2 separate regions of the Gossypium arboreum genome follow, and region 1 is linked to region 2. A link is a contact called in public Hi-C data. All regions are on one chromosome and are shown on one strand. The core of a region is the stretch at or near the end of the contact, and the rest is flanking DNA. Distances in the headings are between cores, read along the strand shown. Region 1 holds the start of LOC108467494 (nuclear transcription factor Y subunit A-4-like). Region 2 holds the start of LOC108467578.

Region 1 (2,736 bases), core at 67-2,566, 290 kb before region 2:
ACCGATCCTATAAAGTAATAATATAAATAAAAACATCAGTCCAATACCAAATTACAGAGTTTGTTTGGTCCAAAAACTGATGCCTTGCGGTCTTTTAGCATAAAAAGAAGCATTCCATCTTTAACTATTATGAGAAATCAGAGCTTGTGATCCTACATTGATCAGATTCTCTTTCTTGAAATTACCTTCATTGCCCAAGTCCCCATGAGCCTGTGAATGCACAGCTCCATTTGCCACTGAACCATTTAGTTGTTCTACAGAAGGCGACTTCGAGGCAGCTTCAACAAAGGGGTTAGTCCCAACTCCTTTCCACCAGGGTTCAGAGTAGGCAGTTGACTGCAACACACTTTGAGCCCCATGGTCTATCTGCTGATCATCATTCCCTGGTTTTGCTGGCATTTCTCACGACTTATTCTGAAATTCAGAAATTACAATTAGAGAGCTAAATAGCCCAAACATAGAATTTTACTTATGAGATATAAATAGAGGGAAGAAAAAAGAAGAAGAACCAAAATCAACAATGATCTCAACTAACTTCCCACTCACTATCATCTAATATAACATAACTTATGTGCAAATCTGATGTTGACTTCCATCAAAATTCATAAATAAATAAAAAGATTAATAGATTAAACATGAATCATATGCATAACACAAAAACATCAGAAAATTCTCACAGGAAAATTTTAAAATTTATGTTAAAATGAAGGCGGGTGGATCATTCCATTAATTCAAAGTTCAACTGATATAAAAATTTAGAACTTCGACAATCAAAACTAGCACCTAAAAAAGAAACTGATCCTCGAAATCTTATTCAAAATCAAGCCGAACTTAATACAACAGGGTAATTCAATTTCTAATTTTGCATCTGGTTATCTCTAATTCCACCCCCCACAATTCATGCTAATCTTCTTATCTCCTCCAAATTTCTCATCAAAAGAGCAAATTCCCATAACATCAAACCAAAAAGGGAAGTTTTTTACAAGATGCTAAATTAAAACCCTAAGATGACTCGAAAATTTTGAATCAAAAACAGGAAAAAGAAAGATCTTTTAAGAGAATAAATTTAAAAAAGGATAAAAACAGAGAACTTACAGTAAAAGAAGAAAAAGAAAAAGAAGATTGGAATTGGAGAAGCAAATGCCTAGAGATTGATTCAGTTTGGCTCTCTCTCTGCAACCATAACAGAGACATAGAGAAAGACAAATCTATCAAGCTTAATAAATTATCTTTATTTATATGTTTAAAATTTTAATAAGAGGTTTTTATTTGTTTCATTGACACAAATGTCGAACTTTTTGTCTTTTATAAGGTAGAAACTGAAGCTGTAACTACGAACCTTTCCAAATTTCTCCAAATAGATTAATTTATCACACAAATTACTTTATTTTATACTTTTCGAATATTTATATTTATAATATAATTATGAATTGCAACGTTTTTTACATATATTTTATGAAAATTAAAAATTTAATCCAATTAATTAGCATTGTTAAACCTGATTTAAAAATTATTTTATAAGGAATTAACAAAAATCAATAATTTAGAATTTTAGATGTAACAAATTAATAAAAACTAATAATTGAAATTCATGTTTTATCAACAATTAAACTAACTTTTAAATTTCTATAAAATATAAAAATAAAATCCTAAAAATTAATTATTAGTATATAAATGTAAAAAGACCTCGTTGTAATTAAATATTCCTAAAAAAGAAAAAATGGTTAAATAGTGGGAAATACTTAAATCAAACAATGTTATCGGGTACATATAAGATAAAATAATAAAAATAAAGTAGTGGGTGGAGATGATTTTATGGTCGTGGGTCAAGCAAATAAGTAGGCAGTGGGAATTTCAACTTGTCATCATCTCTTTTTTCCAACGGCTGTGGAGTGGACTCCTTTCTTTTGCTTCTTTTTAAGATCATACTATTTTCAGCAAAGCTTCAGCTACAATTCCTTCTTTTTCTAATCATACAACTCTGGTTGAGGAGCTTTTGTCAAGTGTTATTCAATTCTTTTTCTTCCCTTTTTTCATAATTAATATTCATTACCCGATTATACAGATCCAAGGAACTGTTGAAAATGGCAAAATTAGAACTAGGGTTGGGTTTGGATCCGAGACAGATTCCAAGAGGCGCTCTTTACTTCTTCTTCTTTTATTATTATTATTATTAAATTCCAGTTTTATTACATGACAAAAAAGAGTGGCGTGGACACCGGACAGAGAGACATGGTTGACAGCGGTGACACATGTTATGCACACACCACGTGTCGTGTGATCAGGATGACATCGTTGAGGTCCATGTTATTTAGATCTTGCCACGTTCTTACTATTTTTTATCATTCTGTCTTTTTCACTTGCCAACCATCGTCGCTTGCTTAACGGCGTTTTATGTCCCCCTTTAACCACGCCATTATTGTTTTCATCCTAGGTAACAAGACACCCCCCAAAACAATTAACTGTAGGTGGAATAATTTTCTTGATCCAAATCTGTACATTATCAACTAAACCAAAGAACTTATTCCCTTTCAAAAATAGTAGAAAATAATAAGAGAGTGTAAACGTCGAGGCAGTCGCAGACGAAAGCGTAGGTATGTCTTATACAGTTGAGACAGGGTAAGAGGCTACGCAGTAGCAACTACCAAACTAAGTACACTACTAGTATCAGTTATGGATGGAGGAATTGATATTGTATTAAAAAGATTGCCGCGCTTTAGTCAACATCACCAGACT
Region 2 (2,797 bases), core at 188-2,687:
GAAATTTGGATTGAAGTAAAAACTGTTAATCCTTATCCCAATCCCAAATCACTTTTAATGTAAACGACTAAACAAATGAAAATCAAAATAAAAACTGGTAAACTTCAATCAAATTTGTCCACTTATGTAAAGTAGTTGAAAAAGTAAGAGGCAGGCCTTGCCTTTGGTCAGCCTTGGCGTCTCAACCCAGCCCATGGTTTTTTTCTCCAAATAAAGATAGGTGATTCTGAAATTAAAACTTCTCATTGGCCATATAATTTATTTTAATATTATATGCCCCTTCAGTGTCAAGGATTCATCCATAGAATTATACCAAGTAGTAGACACTTGTGACTTTTAGATATCACATGATGTATCCATTTCCATAAAAAAGTCATGCTGACTAGAAAATTCTAAGTTAATAAAGGTTTAGCTCTGCTTCCCTCCTTTGTTTTGTGGTTACAAATCATATTTTTTATTTTAATCGCAAAATAAGTTAGTGGTAGGGTAGGGAATCATTATCCGTTCGCTTGTGGAGCTTGGAACGCTTTCGATCTAAGCTGTTATAAAAATAGACGGACCCGTGTACTCGGCTGCCCCATCATTTATTTATATATATATATATATATATATTATATAATAAACAATATAAACGAAATTAAAATAAAAAATAGTTTAAATTAAAAAAATTAAATAAGTAAATATATTATATTAAATTTTATATTTCAATAAAAAAATTACCAATATATTGTGGGTGACATAATTGTAATAAGATTCAAATATTAAAATAAAATTTTGAGTGAATTAATAAAGAAAATATTTAAATTTTAATATCCGTAAATTTTATCTTTATTTTATTAAAAATGTAAACGAATAAAATGCCCTTAAGAGTATAAGTTATTTCAAATATGCAAGAATAATTTAGTAATTTTCAACTGATTTGATTTTCGGTTAATTTGTAATAGTAATTTAATGAAAAATTTAAATAATACTATAGATTATAAGATAATTATAAATTGAAAAACAAATAATAAAAAAAAATCAAGGAAAAGATGTGAAAGATGTACTTACCATTTAATAGAGATTTTTTTTCAATTTTATTTTAACATTTTCCTTTTAAATAATTAACCTTGAATTTAAAAAAAGTAAAATCGAAATTTGTTACAAGTATGACATTTTAACTTAGATTTAATGGATTGATACAACTTTGACGCCAGATATTATCCGTACATTAAATATTGAACTTATTTGTGTTTTCTCTTCATATTTCCAGAACTTCTCCCTTTCTCTGTTCCTTCCATAACCCATTCGCTTTGCATACCTTTCTTCCATCCAATTACTTCTTGTTATACTTACATATGATAATATTTTTTATTCCACCATCAACAACTACTATAACCAAACCCTACCTAGTTTTTTCTTTTTCTCTGTTTTCTCAACCAAACCAACCTTTCTGCACTGCTTTCTTTCAGTCTTCATACCACTCTGCTCTTCAAATTAGTTTGGGGGTTTTTTTGGAGGCTCTGCTTCTAGGCCTTGCCTGCCCAAAAACATAATAAAAGAATCCATTTCAATCGCAACAGAGACGGGGATGTTGCAGCTGTTCTTCACAATTGCTTTCTCTGCAGCGCCGTTGACTCTATATGTCCCGCCTGTGAGGAGCTTGAATCACTTCGTAGAGACCATGGAGGATCTGGTAAGGGAGTCGCGGGTGTATACCCACAGGCTTTACCCACGTGCACGCTTCGTCTGGTCTAGGCTCTTGGATTGCATGCTTTGCAACTTGAGTTTAGATTAGAGTAGGCTGTGTTGTGTTGTGCCATCTCCTAACCCTACTTTAATTATTAGATCTCTTTCAATGTACATATGGAATTTTGGTTTCTTTTGCCTCTCTGGTCATGTGACAAAGGCTCTTGTTATAGCCAGGAATAAAAGTCAAAAGCATTCTTTTGGTGGTTCCATATATGTTTCTTTGTGTTGTATATATATCTTCGCGGGATCCATAGAGTGATTGGTGAGTGTTATTTAAAGTTTATGCTATCAACCCTTTTTTATTTTAATCACTAGTCTATATGAAATCCCCCAGGGTTAGGGTTTTGATGTAATATTTGTATCTGCTTGTGATGGGATTCTGAAATTTGATTATGTATCTGGGTTTGTCCGTTTCCTAATTAACCTTTGTATCAACCTCAATTAGCAATCTTACTTCCAACATTAGAAAACCCCTTCACTTGACTTCAAATTCGACGCTGAATCCCCATTTTAAGCATCCAACTGTTTATTTACTCTTTCTTTGTTTAAGTCAACTAAATTTGCACTCAAGCTGAGGCGGATTCATTACGGTTAAGTTGCTCAGCTTTATTTAGCTCGATCATAGGTGATGTATTGTTGCCTGCCTAGGGCTTTTGGTGCGGTATGTATGTTAGCGTAGTATGCCAGTTTGTGTGTGTTTTTGGGTTTTGTTGCTTACTCTAATCTATGAAGAATTAGGTAGATAAAGATGATGGGAGAAATTGTCTGGATATGGAAATGGCGGTGGGAGGACAAAATTAAACACAGAAAAGCCGTACTCATGTACCTTGTCATAAAGACAGAACTTTCTTTAGTATTAACAGACAATTAATGCTTCATTAGTAGTGTTAAATGTTGATTTGAGTACAAACTGATACTCAAGAAAAAGGCGAGAGAGAAAGAACTAAAGAATCATGATATTGGCTTTTTATTCACTGAAAAGGGTTTTCAATACAATTATTAAACAGAGAGAAAGCTACATAGCTGACACTCATATGAATGAAAGAATGAAGACATTTGAGTTTTG

The links. Hi-C and Micro-C count contacts between places; a contact is called where the count stands out from the background.
Region 1: a Hi-C map of leaf shows a contact between it and region 2, with 2.8 times the contacts expected there. The contact joins the promoter of LOC108467494 here to the promoter of LOC108467578 in region 2. A contact is called at or near these places in 2 of 5 Hi-C or Micro-C datasets (both in leaf).

What each region holds. Positions count from the first base shown.
Region 1 is chr8:20,633,431-20,636,166 of ASM2569848v2, reverse strand. It overlaps LOC108467494 (nuclear transcription factor Y subunit A-4-like), which reads right to left and starts at 1,316. Exons shown (of 7, transcript XM_053018365.1): 1 at 1,096-1,316; 2 at 186-414. The coding sequence starts at 399.
Region 2 is chr8:20,339,684-20,342,480 of ASM2569848v2, reverse strand. LOC108467578 reads left to right here and starts at 1,437. Exons shown (of 1, transcript XM_017768258.2): 1 at 1,437-1,942. The coding sequence starts at 1,571. The coding sequence ends at 1,777. LOC108467576 reads right to left here. Exons shown (of 6, transcript XM_053018352.1): 6 at 2,676-2,797.